5 separate regions of the Mus musculus genome follow, and regions 1, 2, 3 and 4 are each linked to region 5. A link is a contact called in public Hi-C, HiCAR-type and HiChIP or PLAC-seq data. All regions are on one chromosome and are shown on one strand. The core of a region is the stretch at or near the end of the contact, and the rest is flanking DNA. Distances in the headings are between cores, read along the strand shown.

The links. A called contact is a pair of places that touch in the nucleus more often than the background predicts. HiCAR-type assays count read pairs that join an accessible place to other places. HiChIP or PLAC-seq counts read pairs in DNA pulled down with a chosen protein or histone mark.
Region 1: a Hi-C map of olfactory sensory neurons shows a contact between it and region 5, with 7 times the contacts expected there. The contact joins the promoter of Noct here to the promoter of Pcdh10 in region 5. A contact is called at or near these places in 3 of 39 promoter capture datasets (cranial neural crest, hippocampal neurons and second pharyngeal arch cranial neural crest) and 1 of 484 Hi-C or Micro-C datasets (olfactory sensory neurons).
Region 2: an H3K4me3 HiChIP or PLAC-seq map of forebrain shows a contact between it and region 5, with 7 times the contacts expected there. The contact joins the enhancer-like site here to the promoter of Pcdh10 in region 5. A contact is called at or near these places in 5 of 39 promoter capture datasets (cranial neural crest, frontonasal cranial neural crest, hippocampal neurons and 2 more), 10 of 484 Hi-C or Micro-C datasets (cardiomyocytes, cerebellum, cerebral cortex and 4 more) and 5 of 115 datasets of contacts at active chromatin or transcription factors (astrocytes, embryonic forebrain, embryonic limb bud and 2 more).
Region 3: a Hi-C map of cerebral cortex shows a contact between it and region 5, with 3 times the contacts expected there. The contact joins the enhancer-like site here to the promoter of Pcdh10 in region 5. A contact is called at or near these places in 2 of 39 promoter capture datasets (cranial neural crest and second pharyngeal arch cranial neural crest), 3 of 484 Hi-C or Micro-C datasets (cerebral cortex and cortical neurons) and 1 of 115 datasets of contacts at active chromatin or transcription factors (astrocytes).
Region 4: a HiCAR-type map of astrocytes shows a contact between it and region 5, with 6 times the contacts expected there. The contact joins the promoter of Elf2 here to the promoter of Pcdh10 in region 5.

What each region holds. Positions count from the first base shown.
Region 1 is chr3:51,223,174-51,225,873 of GRCm38.p6, forward strand. It overlaps Noct (nocturnin), which reads left to right and starts at 1,274. Exons shown (of 3, transcript NM_009834.2): 1 at 1,274-2,114. The coding sequence starts at 1,931.
Region 2 is chr3:51,120,921-51,123,620 of GRCm38.p6, forward strand. No RefSeq gene overlaps it. Among named protein-coding and RNA genes, the nearest start is that of Gm35891, 6.7 kb to the right of the region's middle. Within about 2 kb of position 1,266, at least 32 of the 459 cell types and tissues checked have an H3K27ac peak or open chromatin away from gene starts, as enhancers often do. A contact at or near this core is called in cortical neurons, forebrain and hippocampal neurons, where this site is marked.
Region 3 is chr3:50,380,417-50,383,116 of GRCm38.p6, forward strand. Slc7a11 (solute carrier family 7 (cationic amino acid transporter, y+ system), member 11) reads right to left here. Exons shown (of 12, transcript NM_011990.2): 8 at 1,459-1,562; 9 at 556-652. Among named protein-coding and RNA genes, the nearest start is that of Slc7a11, 62 kb to the right of the region's middle. Within about 2 kb of position 1,280, at least 72 of the 459 cell types and tissues checked have an H3K27ac peak or open chromatin away from gene starts, as enhancers often do. A contact at or near this core is called in cerebral cortex, where this site is marked.
Region 4 is chr3:51,339,251-51,341,950 of GRCm38.p6, forward strand. It overlaps Elf2 (E74-like factor 2), which reads right to left and starts at 1,394. Exons shown (of 10, transcript NM_023502.2): 1 at 1,164-1,394.
Region 5 is chr3:45,377,092-45,379,791 of GRCm38.p6, forward strand. It overlaps Pcdh10 (protocadherin 10), which reads left to right and starts at 1,307. Exons shown (of 5, transcript NM_001098172.1): 1 at 1,307-2,700. The coding sequence starts at 2,162. 2610316D01Rik (RIKEN cDNA 2610316D01 gene) reads right to left here and starts at 1,169. Exons shown (of 9, transcript NR_045172.1): 1 at 1,051-1,169.

The DNA of each region.
Region 1 (2,700 bases), core at 24-2,523, 5.8 Mb after region 5:
CCTTCTTATGACCCTTTGCCTTGCCTAATGACTCATGGGCGATTGATTGCTGTACAGATAAGAAAACTGAGCCTCAGACGCTAATAATGACCAGCTAAGGAGTTCCTGGCCCCGATGCTGTCATCGGCTTGTCAGCTGATTCATCCGTATCCTGTGGGTGTTAGATGTTTTAGGCCAGGTCTGGAAAGCATTTTGAATCCTTGGTGACGATACTCATTCAAAGTTTCTTTTCCATTCCCGGTTAGGGTTAGTCACTCCTTACACAACCTACCTGAGGTATTTCTTCAACTCATTCTCTCCTGCTTCCCTCTCCGCCTCCCCCCACCCCTTCCCTCTCCATACCCCCTTAGGTGAGAATGTGAGTCTTGGGCCTCTCAAGTGCTGTGTAAGTGCTCCACCACTGAGCAACATCTCCAGCATTTTCCTGGAACATATGGCATCCGATTAAAACACAGCTCTGACCATATCCTAGCATCCCTGCAACAGAGCTGACAAAAATAAGGGTTTTCTCAAGAGAATGTGGGTGTGTGCATCTGACTCTCAGACTATTGAAACAATGGACCCCCCAAGAAATGGGAATTTCCTTCAGGAAACTCCTGCTGGGAAAAGGAAAAGGCCTTTGCTTGAGGGGGAATTCTTTCAGGAAGCGGGAATTCACACAGTTCTATCTAGTCAGATCGCTTTGACCCGGACTGCTGAGATGTGCATACCCCTGGCCTTCTATTTGAACTTTAATCTCATTTTGGGATCCCAGAGAGAGGTTAACTCTTCGTCCTTCTACCCCATGTGGGCATATTAAGTACATCTCCTTTTTTCAGTTTTGTTCGTTTGTATTCTTGTTGTTGTTTTGAGGGTTTTGTTTGTTTGGTGTTTTTCTGTTTCTTTGTTTTTATTTTGAGACAGAGCTTCACTGTGTAGCTCTGGCCGGCCGGATCTCTCCAGACCATGTTGAAGATCCGGGCCCCTGCCCCAGTGCTGAGATTAAAGGCGGTCGCCCTCACCGCCGCACCTGCTTTCCACTTTCAATTTGGCTTTTTCAGTGGTTTATTGGATGGATAATGCTTTAAATTCGGTAACAGTCCAAATTACGTCTGGCCCATCCCAAGCAGTTGTTTTGGGTTGGGGGGGGTTGTTTTGTTTTGTTTCCCCCCCCCCTCCCCAATTCCCTTAGCCTTCATTTTCCATAACTACAGTGCTGTCTCCCAGGTGTGACTTCCAGCCCTCCAATCAGGGCCCAGCTAGCTCCAAGGCCAATTCCACCAGACCTTCTGGCAGGACTGACGCTCAACGCCCTGCAGTCCGTTTCCGCCTCTCGTGCCTGAGGGGCGGATGCTTGTCGCAGCCGCCACACAAGTAGCCAGCGCGTCCTGGTGCCTAATCTCCTTCAGCACCGCGGAGCGTGGAGCCCACAGCTCGGGGAGGACGTTCTCCCAGACACGCGCTCGCACACACTCAGCGCTGGCACCAACCCGGGATTCCCAGCCTGTGGACGCTCCCATTGCAGCCGGCGGGAGGGGACAGAGGCTCCCGGAACGCCTCTCTAACGAATCCCCGCGGTGTCAGCCAGCCCCCAGCCTCCGCCCCGTGGGAGATCTACAGTCGCTGTCACTGATCCAGACGGTCCATTCTCGGCCGGAGCTGTCCGGGTCTGACTGCGCCCTGGTCGTGCGCGCGGATCCCCCCCTCTGCAGCCACCGCGTGGTAGCGCCCGCTCCGCCGCCGCTCGCCGGTTGCTCCCCGGCGCTAGCTCCCTCGCCTCAGTGAGCCGCCGCTGCTGCCGCCGCCGCGTCTGCCTCCCGGCACAGCTCGCCCGGTCGGCGCCGAGGGACGAGGAGGAAGGAACACCCCGCAGCGCAGCGGTCCCGCGCCACCCCCACCCCACCGTCGCCCGCCCAGCTCGGCCCGGCTCGTCAGCGCGGCGGCGCCCGGCATGTATCAGAGCCCGCGGCGGCTCTGCTCGGCCCTGCTGCTCAGGGACGCCCCCGGCCTGCGCCGCACACTCGTGCCCGGCCCGCGCCGAACGCTCGCCCCGCCGGTGCTCGGATCTCGGCCCAAGTCCCCGCAACTGCAGGCGGCGGCGGCCTCGGGCGCCGCGAGGTCGCGTCCCCGAACAGGTGAGCGGGAGCGCGGAATGAATGGGCGCCGCGGGCTGGTCCCCTGCGTTCACCCCGGCGTCGCGTCGGGAGGGAGGGAACGCCGCTCAGGGGGCCTCGCTTTCCGCGTTCGTGTCTGATCCCCCTGAATCCCCGGTGGCCACAGTGACCCCAGTCGCTAACGTTTTGCTTTACCCCTCACCCCCACCCCCCGATGCAGGGCGGTAACGCTTTGGTTGCAGACGGCTTGTGGACATCCTCATGAAGGGGAAAAAATATCTAAAAATGGCATGATCTTGGGTTTGCAGGGCCTACAGGCTCTGAATCTTCTCAAAGCCCTGGTAGTAATAGCACATGTTAACTCGTTACGCTCATTAATTTATTTATGTTTTGGAAGGGGGGGAGTCTTCCACTTCGTCTTAAATCCCTGGTAAATCAACCTTTCATGAAGTCAGTTCTGTACATCATCTTGTGTTTTTTAAGTGTCTCCTTTCTGCCTAAAAGCAGATTGCGACGGTCACAAACTACATATAAATCAAGTATGGCTTTTAAATGAGTAGTTTCTCCCTCAAATCTAGCAATTACTTAATGTAGGCGCTCCTTCAGA
Region 2 (2,700 bases), core at 16-2,515, 5.7 Mb after region 5:
GCTTTTCTATTTTCCTCGTCTCACATTTTGCAATTGATAAACAAAGAGTTCGCCAATAAGGTGCCAAAAAGAACATCATAATCAGGAAGTTTCAGTGATTTTGTTGTATGCCACTACTAATAAAAGGATTGATAATGGAAATAAACTGGGAGGTAGAGGAATGAATGGCAATATATATATATATATATATATATATATACATATATATACATATATATATATATATACACACATATACATCATATACATCATATACATCATATACATATACATCATATACATATACATCATATACATCATATACATCATATACATATACATCATATACATATGCATATACATATACATATACATACACGCACACATAGATTTTTCTGATAATGTTCCATTTCTTTTTTCTTTTCTTTCTTTTCTTTTTTTTTTCTTTTTTTGGGGTATGTGTGTGTGTGTGTGTGTATGTGTGTGTATGTGTGTGTGTATGATACAGTCCAGGCTGTCCTCAATCTCAAAATGTAGCCAGAAAGGGCTTTGATTTCCTAGTCCTCTTGCCTCTGACTCCTGGATGCTTGTATTATAGGTTGGCTCGTTTTAGCACTTATTTTAATGTTCATGAGTCCTGCTTCTCAGGTAATACCAAGGGGAAGTTAAGAAGCAGAATCAAAATAAAAATAAATGTATCTCTGTCCCACCAACACATTATTGTCACACTGTCCAACAGGCAAATGTGTTTTAAATGAAAGATATTAGTCACTAGTTTTCCCTTAACATCTCTTCCAAGTGAAGGAGGTTTTTGGGAAGCTTGTCTTTCTAGCCTGTACATTCTGTCTCGGGCAATCAATGAGAAAACATTTTTTTGACAAGTCAAATGTCCATGATTAAGAGGAGAAACAGCCCTCTCTCTGCAGAATATATGACTTACTCCTTCTCGGTCCCTGAAGGTATCAGTCTGCGTTTCACTGCAGACGCAGCCCTGTGTCTTGGTCAGTGCACACATTAAAGGCTCCATCATCCTCTGCTACTTAAGAGAGAGATTTAACATTAGCTCGTGTTAGATGTAAAGGAACAACCTTCTCCATTGAAAGAGAAATTTTATTTCTCAGGGAGAAAAAATACTGCATGCAGTCACTCCGGTGCATTATGAACCTGCTACTGCGTGTGGAATTTATGGTCGAGGTCTCTTCTCTTTGGCAAGGATTCTTCACCTCTAAAGGCAGAATTAAAGATCTCAAAGCTGCCCCAAAAAAAGTTCCACGGACCTTTAGTGCCATCTAGTGCTCAAAGTCTGTCATGCCTCACCAATGGCTTCCTCTAGGAATTTGAAGAGATGGAGGCCCTGGCAGGGAAAACTCTGAGAGTTCTAAGTGGGCTTGGCAGTAAACAGCATTGGCCCACACCAGAACTGTTGTGCCTGAAAACAGTGTCCTGGATACATGACATTTCCACACTGGCTCCCATAAAGAGCTGCTACTGGATCTCATGGCTGCCCCCTGCTTAGTCATCTGCTGGAAGCAAGCTATCTAGAGTGGATGGTGTGTGTGTGTGTGTGTGTGTGTGTGTGTGTGTGTGTGTGTGTGTGTGTTGCATACACAAGAGGAGCCTGAAAATGTTCCATGCTGAGAGCCCTACACCATTCCAAGTGGCATCAGGAAGGGACACATGCAAAATCACCCCACATGACTTCTACATTTAGATCCTGGGGTCAATATCCTGCACTAGAGAGGCCTTCCTCCTCTGTACTCTGGTTATAAACAGAAGCCAGATGTAGGCTACATGAAAGTGAGGTTAATGGGTCTTTCTAAGGGCACCATGGACAGCAGCTTCTGTGGTTGGTGGCATGTGATCTAGATACTGCTACAGAGGTAGCATCTCTGTGTCATCGCTACTTGCCAAAAGCAGAGGAACAAAGCTGTCAGAGGCTTGAGGATTTAATCTATAACTTCCCTTCCTTTCCTACCAACCTCTGTTCTAGCTGCTGTCATTTTAAGAATCAGGTTTAAATGCTATGTCCCAAACCTGTGGCACTGTGGAATGGAGGTGTAAGTTATAAGGGGTTGGGCAGGAGGTTAGGTCACTGGGCACATGCCCTTGCAGATACTATTAGGACCCTGTGCTCTCTCCTTCTTGTTTCCAGGCTGGCGTGAGGCAGCCTGACCTCCTGTATCATGTGATCCCACCATGGCACGGTGTGAGGACACAAGCCCAAAACAAAAGTGACCATGGATGGAAAGCATGCCCACAAGTCAACCCTTTTCCTTAGACATCCTTTTGTCGTCTTCTTCTTCTTCTTCTTCTTCTTCTTCTTCTTCTTCTTCTTCTTCTTCTTCTTCTTCTTCTTCCTTTTTTTTTTTTTTTTTTTTTGAGACAGGGTTTCTCTGTATAGCCCTGGCTGTCCTGGAACTCACTTTGTAGACCAGGCTAGTCTCGAACTCAGAAATCTGCCTGCCTGCCTCTGCCTCCCAAGTGCTGGGATTAAAGGCATGCGCCAACACTGCCCTGCTCCTTTTGTCTTCTTATACAGTATCTAAAAGCTGGCTAACACTTTGTCCCTAAACTTTAAGGGGAAGGTCAGATGGGAACAGATGGGAAGATGGTACATCAGTCTTTTGTATCTGTGAGGAAGAGAGTTGGCGATGATGGGAAACCATTGTTGGCATTGCAAGGTTCAGAACACCCAGGATATAAAACTCAAGCCACGGGTAT
Region 3 (2,700 bases), core at 30-2,529, 5.0 Mb after region 5:
CTTTTGTATCCCACATTTCACAAATATTGTCCCCATCCTAGAGAATTCCACAGTTTGCATTTAGGGGTTTTCTTTCTTCTAAGGTTTGCTCTCACAGGTCTCAGTTACTCTTGGAGAACCATTTCTCTGCTTGGTGTTTTATCATCTATGCTTTGAATTACGTTGTATGGCAGGAGCCAGGAGGAGACAATGGATAATTTTTGCACAGTCTGCTTTCAGCTGAACTCTGAGTCTGGAGTTTAGATTGTAACCTTGTGGGTTTTTCTTTTTCTTTCCTTTGAGGTTCTCGGCCAAGGAGAGAAACCACAGCCTTCATTTCCCTTCACACCTTACAAATTTCTGCAAAGGTGAAACGGAACTAAGGTGGGTCATATCCCAGGGCATCCAATACACATCAAAAGCACGCCATGGAAGCAAGCCATTGCAACATCTCTGGCCTCCCAGAAAATGATACATGGAGCACCAACTGAGTGGTGAATCGGGATGTCAGGTTTATTCCCTCCTTCCTAACCGTTTTGTGAGGTTGTATCTACATTACTTGTTAATATGCATTACCAAAACAATAACAGCTGGCAGAGGAGTGTGCTTGTGGACATGAATCATAGAGAGGATTTCCGGAAGGTGCCCTTCTCGAGATGCGACGTAGAATAACCTGCGGGGAGAAAAACGGTGAAGTTGACTATAGAATCAATCATTCAAATGGGTAACATTCTTAAATCCCCGAAGCAATATGGACGAATCTTCCTCATGCTAGGCATCTTGACATTTCTTATCTGGTCATTTGAGTTGTGCTTTGGAAACAAAGGGCAGATTTCATCATAAGTCTCTTTTCAGGACATACAGTGTCTGGGAAATATCTTATATCACTCCGAGGAAAAACAATAGCAATATTGCACTGAGTGGAGTTCTCCCTATACTTGAGTAGCTGCTGGCAAATTCAGTGCTAGATTGCTAGTGTCAGTCCAAGCTAGCACTCATTCAGTGCACAGGTACACACATGTACATGCATGTTGTGTTAACATTTCTCTAATTTAAACTGTAACATAGACCAAAAAAAAAAAAAAAAAAAAAAAGATTTTTTTGTGCCATCTAACTAAGGAAAAAAAATGGTTACCGATGGTGGAGTGGTGATTTCTGCTTTCAATTTTACTCTTTTTCGTGGCACCTTCAGGAAAACAAAAGACTTTATCGCTAGAAATAAAGGCCGTTATAAGACCCTGTAGACTCACTCTTTTTAAAAATGCAGCATGCCTGGCTCAGAGTGGGCTATGTGTAGACACGCAGCGCCCTCTACTGGACAGAATGAAACCTGCTTCACTGGAATCTACGAGGAACTCGCATATCCCTTTAAAAACAACAGGTTCGGAGGAACTATTGCTTTTCTCTTTAAAAGTTATCCTTATCACATCCAATCTCTAAAACAAAAATGTGTTTCTGAAAATACATGAACTCCCTCACCTGGAGACAGCGAACACACCACCGTTCATGGAGCCGAAGCAGGAGAGGGCAACAAAGATCGGGACTGCTAATGAGAATTTTCCCAGCAGCCGCTCAGAGAAGGTCTGAGGAAGGAAAGAACGGAACAAATTAATGCTTTCCCCGAAAGTGGAATAAAATGAAACAATTTAGGCCAAACTTGCTCTTTGACTTTCTATTAGCCTGGTGCTACGTGAATGTTTTATAATCCTTCTTTTTCGTTAGGGTCAAACTGACTCCACAAGACAATCACCAGCAGCGGGTACCACGGCATTCCTTGTCTCAGACCTGTGGGCAAAGGTCTAAGCAGTCGCCTTCTCTGTCCCTCCAAAGCAACGATCCGTTTACTGACTCTTTATCAACTATCGCCTCCGATAAGAGGAAGGGGCTCAGTTCGGAAATTCTACATTTAGAGACAGAAATTGTTCTGCACAATCCCAGAAAGCCACCTTTGTATGAAGAGGTATAGATACACACTGGCGAGTGTTTCGGGTACTTGTTTCACATACCAACCTCAGTTCGGGAGGATAAATCAAAACAATAGACAAGTTGACCATTTCATCACAGGAGTGAGCCACTCTGGAGGTTCTTTACCGGGTAAGCCCTACCAGCTGAACCTGTTTATGGAGTCAGCCCTCCCCCACCCTAGGAGGCCATCATTTCCTTCCAGGGTTTCCTGTAAAAGGCTAGAACAAAATTCCAATCCTGACAAGCGACAGAAACTATAAATAAATGAAATAAATGGTAGACAAAGTTCTAAGCTTTCCTCCTAGGCTGTCATGGGGGTAGTCTTGCACATTTGTATAAAGGATGCTGTTTGTTGTTGTTGTTGTTGTTAATATAAGATTTTTTTTTCATTGTCCTTGATGCAGCTGGTGTTATGCAATTAGCAGACCCCATTATGCTTTCCACAAATTAGTGCTGCCCTTTGCCTAGAAACGTGAGGCAACCGACCAGACACCGGAAGCTTTGTCCATTTCACTGCCTGACAGCACTGCAGTGGACAAAGCCCTCAGACACTGGTTCACAGGACAGGAGTTAACCGTTCCCTGTGGGTGTTGCTGATAGGAAGTGATACCATGTGAAAAGGAACTGCCCCTTGGTGGATGGGAGTGTCACTGCATGTTGTTAAGTTTTCACCCTTCCTGGCTTTGAGTTAATGAGTGAATTCTTTCGAGTTAAAATTCTGAACAAACCCATATTAACATTTTACTCCAGTTGTTG
Region 4 (2,700 bases), core at 144-2,643, 6.0 Mb after region 5:
AACTTCTTGTATTTACTGGATGTATCAACTACAGCCACATGCCTTCTATAAATCTTATTCCTAAATCCCTTTAAACATAATTCAACAGTTCCCAGTCTCATACGAAGTCATTCAACACTCTAAAGAAACTGTAACCCACAAATATACAATCTTATCTCAGTAGGGCCCGGATGGACATTGTCCACTAGAGAAAGTGAGCAGTTTGCCTCTCAACTGAGACTTGGAGAAAAAAACAAAAACAAAAGTCTTGAGCTCAGAGGCGCAGTTTTTATTATACTTTCTCACTGTCGGATTAAAGCATAAACCACAGAGTAATGTCATGAACACGAGAAAGATGTTCCAGGGTTACAATGACGCGTCCCCCATCTTATTGATAGAGTACTAAGAACTTAAAGAAAGGGTATACAGCTGAGAACGTGGTTCCCATAAGGACAGTCCACCAAGTTGGTCCGTGGGTTATTTTTCCGTCCTTTGCTGACAGAGTAAAAATGTCCCACTAAAGTCTTGAGTGGGTCCGGCCGCCGCGCGCAGCGCCGCTGAGGCAGAATCGGTACCGAGGCGCGCGGGGCGCCCACGACACTCTCCGCGAGATGCCCTAAGGGCCAGCACCGCCGGCGGAGGACCCCGGAGGAGACTCTGGACCTAGGCGCTTCCAAGAGCCCCAGGGTTTTTTTGTTGTTTTGTTGCAAACACAGATAGTGATCGCAGCCTGGCTCCCCGGGGAACCAGGAGAAGGCGGCGACGGAGGGCCGGCGGAGAGTGAGAATAAAAGAACGGCGGAGTACAACCTGTCGTGCCCGCCCCGGCGGCGGGGAGCAGGCCCGACGGCGACGGAAACTGCCGCCCGGGACGCGCTGCCCCGGCAGCCCGGCCGCCGCGCGATGACTGGCGCCGCGAGGTAAACAGCGCGCGCCGCGGTCCCTCGGCGCCACGACCGTTGCCCCGGGCCGCTCCGGTGCGGGCTCCCGCCCTGCCCCCAGCTCCGCCGGTGTCACCGCCCCAGCCTCCGGAAAGCCCCTCCGCCGCCGCCCGAGCAAACAACACAGGCGCGGGGCGGGGGCGCCCGGGAGGAGGCGACACTCGGGACGGCCGGGCTGGCTCGCCGCGCCCTCCCTCTCCCTCCCGCTCGCTCCCGCCGGCCTCCGCCGTCCCCGCGCTCTTACCTGCTCTCCCTCCACGTCGCCGAGTCCCTTGCCCTTCCCTCAGGGCCGCAGACCGGCCGAGACGCCGCAGCCGCCCGCCGTTGGCCCGGCGTCCTGCGGGAAGCCGAGGGGGCCTCCCCTGGCCACCGCGCGAGCCGCTCCGCACCACAGGACGAGACAAAACCGCGCTGCGCCCCCCGCGCGCGCCACCCTACAGATCCCCCCCAACCGCCGAGGCGACGGCGGCGACACAGCCGGGCGCGGGGAAGCTGCGGCCGGCCCCCGCCCTCCGCACCCGCCTCGGCTCCTCCCCCTCGGCCTCCTGCCGCCGCCACCAGGACACTGGAGTCCGCCTCCCCCACCCGGCCGCTCCGCGCGCTCCTCCCTCCCCGCGCGCCGCCGGGGGAGGCGACACCGCCAGTCACCGCAGCGCCTGTCAAACCGGGCCGGCTATTTATACTCCCCACCGCCCTCGGGCCCCCCGCAGCCCGCCTCCTGCGCTCTCGAATCCCGCCCTCTTCTCAGCGCCCAACTTCGCCCGAACCCGCCTGCTCAGGTGGAGACGCTCGCCACTCGTCCCGCTCCGCGTCCCCGGGGCTTCCCCACTCCCCCACGTCGCGCGCTGCACTGCGCTGCGGACGCGGGACCAGCGCGTGGGGACGGCGGGGCCGCGCGTGCACCTGCAGCCCGGCCGGGACGACACGCGCACCTCTTGGGCCACTCTCAGGTCTTTGCTGTCACCCCTCATCACCCCCCTTCCAACTCCGGACTCCCCTCCCAAGACCTCCAGGGACCGCTCTGCACTCGTAGATTAAGCATTAGGGAAGTGAGCGATTGCAAAATAAAACTCTTGTCAGCCCGGGTGTTCAGAGTCCCCGCGCGTCTCCCGGGCTCCGCGGATGGTGGCGGCGCTGGCGGGCAGGAGCGCGCGGCCCGCCCCACCCGGCCACTGACGCACGTGGCGCCCCGCCCCGCCCGTTTCGCGGCCCGGGGCGCCGCCCGCTCCGCCTCCCAGCTCGTCCACCCCGGACCCCGCCCCGTTCCCAGAAATTACCACCGCCCAACGGCCCGGCTGCGCGGCGGTTGGTGCCCGCGGTGGCCGGCGGGCGGGCGGCCCAGCGCGCAGCTGCGGAGCGCGGCGGGCGGCCCCCGTTCGGGGGGGTCCCGGGGAGCCGCGACCGCCCGCCCCAGTCTTTGTCGCTTCTAGTCCCGTCCGCCTCCGAGAAGTAACTCAAGTCCCGAGATCTTCAGAGCCAGGGTGAAGGAGCGCGTGTGTGTGGAGGAAGAGTATCTTGTTCCAAGTGTCCACGAATTGGGGAAAAAAAAGGGGCGAAGCCAGCGGGAGCTGCAGGCTTCTGGTTTGCACACTTTCACACAAAGGGGAGCCTCTGAGCAGGGCACTCTCACGCGCCTTCCAGGGCACAAAAGCCAATGACACGGTGCCCGGGATGTCCTGCGTTTGCAGCGGCTCGCTAATGGTCTTTCTTAGGCGCAGTTATGCATGCTAGGTCTCTTCCCCCAAGCACCACCACCATTCCCCGCCGCCGCGGAATGTATT
Region 5 (2,700 bases), core at 57-2,556:
TTCCCGGGAACTGGGCGTGTGGATACCCGTGGCTAGTCAGGCGCGCGGCTCAGAATCCCCGGACTGCTCCCCAGGGATTCGCACCGAACTCAGCTTGTGGCCAGCCAGCGAGGACGAGGGCCAGCACCAGGAATGTGCAAACGTGCCGGTGGATTCCCGCAGCGGTGCACACTCTATCCCCCGTGTGCGTGTGCACCGCCCCGCCCGCCCTCGCGGCCACCCCACGGTCATTCTCCAGAGAGCTGTCTTCGGGCTGGGCATGTACCTTCTTCCCACACCCCCTCTAGTTATGGAGGCAGGGATGGATCACCAAGGGTAAAAGAAAAATAAATAATTAAAACAGAAATCAGGCAAAAGAAGAAAAGAAAAGAAAAGCCCGCGCTCGCCACTGCTGCCTGGCGCGGGGCCAGGCGAGGCGCAGGGATATTGCTAGCGCCTCGCTGTGATGGGTGGTGCTGGATCCGGTGCCCTAGAGTGGGTTTAACGATGGCGGGCTCCCATGCATAAACTACAAAGAAGCCCCCAGTCCTTGACTGGGGTACTCACAGTTCGAAGCAATGTCCCCAAACGAGTTAATTTAGTAACCAAGCATTTTGTGGGTAGACATTAGATGGGTAGACGTTCAACCATCTGCCCGTCTATAGGAGCTGTCGCCCCAAGTCCCTTGGTCTGAATCCCTCCGCTTTAGGGGGAATTCACCTCCGCACTCCCTTTGCAGCCTGGTCTATCCTCCCCACACCTCCCCTTCTGACCCTCTAGCTTTGATTGACACATGCCATTTTATGCCGGCATTTAAATTGTCCGCGCGCATCTCTGCCAGAGTCCCTTGCTTTGGTAACCCCTACATGACTACCGGCCCCGGGGCAACTTTCCCCTCTTCTTGGTGATTTCTTTCCACGATCAGCAGGAGGGAAAACACCTTAAAGGAAAAAAAGAATGTTAGCGTCACTGGAAACCCCGCTCCTTGGAGAGGCTACCGCAGCTGTTGCTATTATGTTTTCGTATTTGCTGATGCAAACAGGGGAACCTCTCTTATTCCCTGCCCATTACCTGCGGCTGGGGACTGGGAACTTTCCGCGGCAGAGTCCCCTGCAAGCGCCTCGGGACCTGCGGGCTGTTCTTGCTCTCACACTCACACTCACTCCCGCAGCCAAAGCGAGCGTTCTGCCCCGCCCCTCCTGGCTGCCGCGTGACGTAACTACTTGACGGCCACTTTAGCCAACGAACAGTCGCTCGGTGGGTGGTGCTCCTCGGCGATTGGTTGGCAGAATGAGGGCGCTGCGCAAAAACAGAGAAGCGGAGCGCTCGGAGCTCAGAAACTGCCAGCCGAGATCACAAGCATTGGGGCTGAAGCAGGAGGCAGGATGGACTGAGAGGAGAAGAGGCAGGTTAGAGGGAGAGAGGCTTGCAAAGGAAACAGCAGAAAAGAAATAGCTGGTTGTGTTCACGCAAAGCCAGAGCCAGTGAAGTTGAGAATAGACACAAGACTATGAAAGCCAAGAGATGCAAAGAGAGACAGAGGGAAGAAAATGACAAGAGGAACGTCCATCCGGAGAAATGAAGAGAATGAAAGTTTTATGCTGCAGAACGGCTCCGTGTTTTTCCAGCAAAAATTTTTCTCGCTGTCTTTAACCCCGCTCGCGTTTGCCAGCCGTTGATATCAAGAGGCATGTTCAGTGGTGCCGGCAGCATCTCCTCTACCTTCTTTTCCTCTTCATCTTCCTCCTTCTCCTCTTCTTCCTCCTCCACATTCTCCTCCCATCAGCAGGAAGACAAACCTAGGACAGTCTTGAAATATCGAAATTTCCTCCTTGGGATTTGCCAGCGCCGCGTTGCGCCAACACTGTCGGAATAAAGGAGGCTGACTATTGTATGATCGTTATTTTATTAATTGGTCAGTGGGAAGATTACGGCTGAGCATAGGGGACATCTGTCACCCTTTCTGCGCTAAGATTGAAAAATGAGGCTCGATTTGGAGACGCTCTAAAATGAAGCAAAAGGAATCAAAATTTTAATACAGCCACAGGAGCCCCCCCCCCACGCAGCACACTTTTATTTATATTTTTTAGATTATTATTATTCTTTTTGTGGTGGTGGTTGGGGGGCGGTGATCGGGGTGGCTGGCTGGCTACAGGGGAGCTGCTTCCTTTTCCTTTTGGAAATGATTGTGCTGTTATTCTTTGCCTTGCTCTGGATGGTGGACGGAGTCTTTTCCCAGCTTCATTATACTGTGCAGGAAGAGCAGGAACATGGCACTTTCGTGGGGAATATCGCTGAAGACCTGGGCTTGGACATTACAAAACTTTCAGCTCGCAGGTTTCAGACGGTGGCCAACTCACGGACCCCTTACTTGGACCTCAATCTGGAGACCGGGGTTCTGTACGTAAACGAGAAGATAGATCGCGAGCAAATCTGTAAGCAGAGCCCCTCTTGTGTCCTGCACCTGGAGGTCTTTCTGGAGAACCCGCTGGAGCTGTTCCGAGTGGAGATCGAAGTGCTGGACATCAATGACAACCCTCCCTCCTTCCCAGAGCCCGACCTGACAGTGGAGATCTCAGAGAGCGCCACGCCAGGCACCCGCTTTCCCTTGGAGAGCGCCTTCGACCCAGACGTGGGGACCAACTCCTTGCGAGACTACGAGATAACCCCAAATAGCTACTTCTCGCTAGACGTACAGACCCAGGGAGATGGCAACCGATT